Regions from separate parts of the Mus musculus genome. Here region 2 is linked to region 1. The links are chromatin contacts, called in public Hi-C maps. All regions are on one chromosome and are shown on one strand. Each heading gives the region's core, a stretch centred on a gene start, on an enhancer-like site or on the middle of the called end of the contact. The rest is flanking DNA. Distances are from core to core; before and after follow the strand shown. Region 1 has its middle 45 kb from the start of Glt28d2. Region 2 has its middle 3.4 kb from the start of Gm26204.

The links. Hi-C and Micro-C count contacts between places; a contact is called where the count stands out from the background.
Region 2: a contact with region 1 is called in a Hi-C map of olfactory sensory neurons, with 1.7 times the contacts expected there. The contact joins two enhancer-like sites. A contact is called at or near these places in 4 of 39 promoter capture datasets (the 3T3-L1 cell line, the HPC-7 cell line, embryonic stem cells and 1 more), 5 of 484 Hi-C or Micro-C datasets (the HL-1 cell line, effector CD8 T cells, embryonic stem cells and 2 more) and 1 of 9 other capture datasets (embryonic stem cells).

What each region holds. Positions count from the first base shown.
Region 1 is chr3:85,840,925-85,844,636 of GRCm38.p6, reverse strand. No RefSeq gene overlaps it. Among named protein-coding and RNA genes, the nearest start is that of Glt28d2, 45 kb to the left of the region's middle. Within about 2 kb of position 2,131, at least 58 of the 459 cell types and tissues checked have an H3K27ac peak or open chromatin away from gene starts, as enhancers often do. A contact at or near this core is called in olfactory sensory neurons, where this site is marked.
Region 2 is chr3:85,910,028-85,913,739 of GRCm38.p6, reverse strand. No RefSeq gene overlaps it. Among named protein-coding and RNA genes, the nearest start is that of Gm26204, 3.4 kb to the right of the region's middle. Within about 2 kb of position 2,074, at least 3 of the 459 cell types and tissues checked have an H3K27ac peak or open chromatin away from gene starts, as enhancers often do. A contact at or near this core is called in olfactory sensory neurons, where this site is marked.

The sequences.
Region 1 (3,712 bases), core at 882-3,381:
CACTTAAGGTTGTCCTCTGCTTATACATGTGTCCCATCCCAAAGAGGGGGGGGGGAGGGAGGGGAGGAGAGAGGGAGAGAAGATGTTTTTAATGAATAGATTTTAAGAAATGATAGAAGAGATATGGAGTATTTCCCCCTTCTTTGGCTTTCTCTGTGATTGCCTCACTATGTATATTTCAGGCTGCCTCCCTCTCCCAAGTGCTGGGATTACAGGTGTACGTCATAGGAAAGTTAATTTAGGATGTGGATGAATAGATATCTGCAATAGGGAAGGATCTTGATGGGCTTGCTGTAACTTTTTGATGTTTTCTACAGTTCTTTTTTCAAGAAACAATAAGTATTAAGGTGACATTTAAATATATCTCCCCTGCCCCCCTTCCCCACACCTTTTCTGGTTTCTTGAGACAGTGTTTCTCTGTATGGCCCTGGCTGTCCTGAGACTTGATCTGTAGATCAGACTTGTCTGGAACTCAGGGATCTGCCTGCCTCTGCTTCCTGAGTGCTGGGATTAGAAATGCACCACCCAGAGAATGAGAGACCTGGGAACAATCAGCCCTAACCTAAACGGGGTGTCTCCACCAAATACCTCTACTCCAGCAAGGGAACCCTGTAGAAGGGGGGTAGGCAGAAGGAGCCAGAGGGGATGAGGCCTGCAGGGGCCTGCACCAGACGGGGTCCTAGAGCTGAAAGGAGAAGTAGACATGAGCCCCCATCCTCAAACCAGAAGCTATCTCAAATTTATAGCTTGTGAGTGGAGATTTAGTTTTCTTTAAAGGAGTCTCACTGGGGAAACAGACCACTCTTATGGGTTGGCTGCACATCCAGCAGTTAGGTGCCGACAGAAAGCAAACTCAACAGCACCATTGCCGGCTCCTGGTCTCAGTGTTTTGTCGGGGCTTTGCTTATTTTTATTGTTTTAAAGTCTACCTTATTTTTAGTTGTATTTAATATGCATATACATATATATGTAAATATATCTTTTATCTTATATGTCCTTTGATTATATATTATGGCTTCCCGTTTAGTGCTTTTATGGAGTTCCAGAATGGATCTCTGTGACTATATATGTTTCTTGTGCCTTTTCTTGGGCTCTTTCCCCTTTGTTTGCTCTATTCCAATGTATTAGTTTTTGTTTTATCTTATTATATTTTATCAGTATGCCTTAGAAGCTAATGAGAGACAGAAGGGTGGGGGTGTGTGGATCCAAATGGGAGGGGAGGTGGGGAAGAACTGGGGAGAGTAGAGGAGGGGTAAACTGTAATCAAAGTATTTCACATGAAAATAAAATTTATTTGCAACAAAAGCAAAATGTTTCAACAAACATAGTAAAAATAAATATCTGAAATAATAAAAACAAACGAACAAACAAAAACCCCCAAACAAACAAAAAAGGAGTACAACATAAGGCCTGTTTTTTATGTGTTTAGTTATTAGTTTTGTCTTTCCATAGTTAATGTAAACCATATAGGCTAAATGAATAAGAACAGGCATATATTAAGGACTAGGCTACCTAGCTTGCTGACATGGGCAAAGCCAGTGAGTTTTACACCTTGACTATCTACAGGTGTCCTGGAACTCCCTGTGCAGTGGCTGGAAACTGGGAGACAGAGGAAAATTGGCAGCCAGCCAGCTTTGTATAAATAACATTGAACAATCTCAAATACCTGCTTTAGGGGAACAAACAGCATCAGGCCCAGGTCTGGTGAGGAAGTCAAGTTCTAGAAAATTCCTCACCAGGTGCTTTTTAGGGAAGGAATAAAGAAAGCAACAGTTCCTGTGGGGTGCCAAAGAGGTGTGTGTGGTGTGTGTGACCAGCACATATGAGTGGAGAAATTGAACCAAAGGGAGTTCTGAAGCAGTTTGTAATGTAGCTGTTGGCAGAGGTGAGCAAGGTTTCCATGGACATTTTGTGCTTGGTTCCTTCAGTGAGTCTGAAGGACTACCTAGAGCCGGGGAATAAAGATCTAAAACGTGTGGGAGCCGAGATTTAATAGGGCTTCCTGTTACAGTAAACTTTAAAGCTAAATGAAGCTTTCGTCTGATGCAGGCACAGGCTTTTGTCTGGTCAGTCTCCTCGTTTCCCACTCCACGCAGCACAGTTGCTTTTCTGGGGCACAGTGGATCGCTATCTGGAGCTGGCATTTCCCATGCTATTCAGGAGAAAGAGCCCCAGGAAGAGTGAGTCTCCTCCACCACTCAGCAGCACCTCCGAAACAGTTCTGCTTTTAACGTTGCACCTTTAATAAACATGTTCTCAAAGCCTCTCTGTCCCAGGGACTTTAACATGAGGAAAGGGAAAGAGAAGCCAGCCAGACTGCTGCCAACAGGCTGCATGTGAACAAGGACCTCAGGAATGGCTGCCTCAGTGAGAGCCTGCCTGTACAACCTCTGAGAGTTCAGAGTCAGGATGGAAAAAATGCACACACACACACACACACAAACACACACACACTCCCTCTATCTCAAGTAAAAAAATGTGAATTTACCCTCAAAACATATAAAACTGATGGAATTTGCTTTCTATTGTCTAAAGGCTTTAACATAGGCAAGGAGGAGGGAAGAGGGAGGAGGTAGGAGGGAGGAGGCAAACTTGTTTGCCAGAAACCTAATACTGCTAGAAGCTGCTGAGGGTGGGGACAAAAAGAGAGAATATGCGGCCCCAGGGAAGCCCTTCCTCTGATTGTCCCATTGGTTTGAATGATCATTTTCTTAGAAGCCACCAGACAAACTGGTCCAGTTTGTTTTCAGAGCTGGAAGTAAATGATTCTGTAGCCAGCTCTGGGCTCTGCAGCATTTCCACCTGGAATATCATTTAGGAATTTTGCTAGATCTCAGTGATTTATGTTTAGCAAATAAGATTATCTTCAGCTTCCTATTGTGAGGGAGCAAATGGTTTGGGGTTTAGTTGCTGCTTTTCAGCCTTTTTTAATTGCTTCTTCAAGGTAACACTGTGTTAATCTCCCTGATTTATCTCCAGTGTCAACTTGCAGGGGTGGTTTCTAAGGCACAAAGTAGAACAGTGTTGAAGCAGGATGGCTTACAGTATTAATACCTTTGTTGTGGAGCAGCCCCAAGCTACAACAGTTTACTAATGATACTGGAGAGGGAGTGAGGAGGGACTCTTTCATACGCTTGGAATCAGCATCCTCCATCTGTTTACATATTACAACAGATTAGTATTTATTTTATGGATACTATGAAATAAAAGAAGTCTTATGGTGGTTATTTTAAACCCCCAATTTTTGCATTTTAAGAGTTTAATTTTCTCCCAATATAGGAGAATATATATTTTTGAAATTGTATGGCTGAAAAGTTACATTTCTTTTGAAAGTTGAAGATATATTATTATGACAGTATAATTACTGACATTTTTGAAATGCAGGTACATTTAAAAATATGTAAGTTTGCTACTGTTATGAATCATAATGTAGATATCTGTGTTTTCTGATGGTCTTAGGTAACCCTTGTGGAAGGCTTGCTAGATCTGCAAAGGGGTCCATGACCCACGGATTGAGATCCACTATCCTAGGTTAAAGGTCATCTTAGGTCTAATTTGAGAGATGAACATTTTAGCAAAGAAATGATTATTCTTCAAGGTTGAAAAAAACTTTGTTTCAGAGCAGGAATATTATATAGCCCATATTTGATAATCTGTGCAGGTAAAAAACAGTTACTCATATACAGTTAGTAAATCTTTGTGCTACCACCAA
Region 2 (3,712 bases), core at 825-3,324, 69 kb before region 1:
TTCTTTTAGATAAGGTCTTGCTATATAGCCCAGGCTAGCCTCTACCTTGAACTCCTCCTGCTTTTGCCTCTTCTGGGTGTGGGTCGCCATATCTGGCTTGGAGATAGTTTGTTTCAGGGAGGTGCTATTCATGTCTATTCGATAGAAGTCGAGAATGCTGTTAAACATCCAACAAAAAGCCCCACATGGAAGAAGTGTCAAAGAGTTATCTGACCTCACATGTCAATAGTGTCAAGGTTCAGAATTTCTGATCATAACTAGTAATTCCTCAAGCATGGTCATGACCATCAGCAGGAGTACAGTCCCTTGGGAACTTCTTAAAATATAAATAGTTAGGCAAACCTCAAAATGAATCAGTAAGGGAGTACTGTTAATCTACCATATGTCTGGTATTACCTCATTATTCTGATACAGGAAATTCTATTAACCTGATTACATCGTAATAGAGGCAACTAGAAGACATGACTTAAGAGTAGAATAAGACAGCCAAGGGAGGAATCCTTGGATGGGCAAGATTGAGTGGTGCTCACCAGGGAGGATTAGTTTGACAAGACAAGTGGGCCTAGAGCAGGGAGAGAGAAGACAAACATTTTTGTGGGCCTCAATTTACTTTATGGAAATGGGTGAACTCAAAGATCAGTATGAAAAAAGGCAAGCAGGGGTCTAGGAGAACTCAGAAACTTCTCAAGGTGAGGGGAAAGAAGAACAGACACTCTGGTAAGGGCAGAAACTCAGAAGGGAGGGAGCCAGACTCTGGGAGTACCCACCAGAACCCTTGCAGCAGCGTAGATGCCCAGATAACTTCCAGAACCCCACAAGGATGTATGATTGGCAAGAGAAAAAAGATCATGAGACTGGAGAGATAGGTGTAGGTAGGTATGGCGTGGTCAGGTAGAGTGGTAGACAGTAAATAAAAGAGTTAAAGACAGAACAAGCACTAGAAGAGAATCTAGAAGGTTCGGGGCTTTTTGTTTTAGAGCAGGTTTCAGTGAAGACATCAGAGAGTAAAGATTGGTTTTAATAAGGTTGTCTCATATTTCTTGAAGTTAATTCCTGTAGCTTTTGAGTTTTGGTTGCAAAATTATGTCTCATACATAGGGAGGATATTAAAAAGGTTAAGATTGGCCAGGCATGGTGGTGTATACCTTTAATCCTCAAGCATTTGGTAGGCAGAGGCAGAGGGCAGAGGGCAGAGGGCAGAGGCAGAGGCAGTTTTGAAGTTTTGACAACATATGTGTAGTTTGTTGACATTTTAGCATCGCTGTAGCATAGGCCTATTATATTTAATATTAAAATAAAAGCCACATAGTCCCTGTTGAGTTTCTCAGAAGGAAGTGGGGGAAGGTTAGAGGGGGAAATAGGAGAGAAAGAAACTTAGGATCCCAGGAGGAAAGCTCACATACTGACTCCTCCTGTGGGCCATGTGGGTAAGCTAGAAAGAAGACAGACAAGGGAATGAGTGACTTTAGACAGTGCAGGCCTTTACTGAGGGAAAAGACCTGTTGTTTTAAGCTTTAAGTTTAGGCCGTTACTTGACGAATGTGATGCTCATGCTCAGGCAACTGACAACAGCTGCTAGAGGTGCATTGTTGTTACGAAGGCAGAGTGTGGACACACAAAACATAGCAATATAAAGCCAGAGTATCCTAAAGCGCCCCAAATGTGTCTGATACAAAAGGAATAAAGGAGACAGAAAATCAGAGAAATGGGAGAATGGGCTTGAGCTCTGCCTGTCCTGGAACTCCCTTTGGAGAACTCACGGAGCTCCTCCTGCCCCTGCCTTGCCTCTGCCTCCCCAGTGTTGGAATCAAAGGTGTGAGCCACCATGATCCTTACTGGGAGTTAATTCTTGATGAAGGAGCTTAACTCAAGCCAGGAGAATGGATAGCATTACAAAAGAGAAAAGGTGTTTATATGTTTGGAATTTCAAAAGCTAACATTACTTCTGGCAGCTTCATGTGCACATCCTTGCAGCCTGGTTGTCCCGGGAGCAGGATTCATGTCTGCTCTCCTGCATCTGTACAGCCCCTTTTATAGTGGGTCAGGCCTACCTGGCTGTTGCCAGGTAACTGTGGGGTGGAGCTTAGATAGAATGCTAACACCTCTTACTGAGAACAGCTAGCCAGCTTACTCCTCTGCTCTTGCTTTGTATAAAAAATGTGCTGAGTTTCTGGTTAGTTTTGTTTTTCTGGCTTTTTGAGACCGGATTTCCTCTGTGTAGCCCTGGCTATGGTGGAACTCATTCTGTAGACCAGGCTACCAGCCTCGAACTGACAGAGATCTTCTGCCTCTGCCTCCTGGAGTCGTGGGTAAAGGCATGGACCACACTGAGCAGGGTTGTTATTAGTACATTTCCTTCAGAGTGCACAGCCCACCTGACTCACTCTCTCTCTCTCTCTCTCTCTCTCTCTCTCTCTCTCTCTCTCTCTCTCTCTTGTTTCTTTATGTCCCCGTTGTCCCAGTCAGGACAGTCCCAACACTGTGCAGGCTGTGGCAATTATCTACTATACAAATCCTTCATGAAGAATTCCTAGCCAGGCAGGGTCAGAAATACCTCATACTCTAGTGATCTAGGACCTTCTGTTAGGTCCCATCTCCCAAAGGTTTCACTACCTTCCAATACCAGGGCCAAGCCCTGGGGACTCAGCCTTTAACTACAATGGATGTTTAGAGAACATAAATTCATAGCAACCACTCAGTCTGCAAGCCTCACTCACACTTCCTATCAGCTGTCTCCATGATATTTCATTTTATTTTCTGGCCCAGAATTTCATCCAGAATACATGTTGCATTTAGTCATCTCCCAGTCTGGGAGAATCCTCAAAGTCTTTCTCTCTTTTTCTTGTCCTCTAATTTACATGAAGTCCAGATCCCACATTCTGTCGGTGACCCTTAGCCTGCGGCTCACGTTTCCTGACACATGGTCAGAATCAAGTCCTGCTTCCTTGATAGAGCGTAGAAGTGAAGCTGTACCCTTGTTAGTGCAGCATACCAGGAAGCGAGGCATGCCAGGAAGCACTGTGTTACCCCATCTCTTCAATCTCCTTCATCCCGCCCTCCCTGCCAGGCTGATCCCCTGGGAAGTCATTGTTTTCTCTTTTTTATTTACTTCCTTATGAAACATTTTGTTATATTTATTCATTTTGTGAGTATGCATATGTGTTGTGGTGTACATGGGGGAGGTTAGAGGACAACTTACAGAAAGAAGTCCGGTCTCTCTTTCCAGCAACTTTGAAGAGCTCTAGTAGGCCCAGCATGGTAAACTTGGCTCTGACAGGCCTTACCCTATTCCCTCTGCCTTGCTAAAAATCCATTAGATTACATCCCTAAATCTAGCCACCAAGGTCTATCTCTGTATTTTGGGGACTGACTACCAAAGTCCAGCTATCAAAGTATTGAGGTCCAGAAATCAAAAATCCCCTTGTGGCTGCCCTAATTAACACGTCTAACCAAAATTAAGCACCTCATCCTAACTCGGTTTCCCCTACTACCTTTATAAACTGTCATTTGCCTATGGGCCATGTCTGTCTCCTCTCTATCCGGAGGCAGTCCTTTGTCCCTCTTGGACTAATACCCTTCCTCCCCTCATCTCTTGTTCCTTTTCCTTCATCCTCTATCATTGTCTCTTGTCTTTGTCTCTTATTCACTGCCCTTTGTCCTTCTGGGGCAGATAAGTCTTTGTTCTGAGAACTTGGTCTTGGTGTGTTTTGTG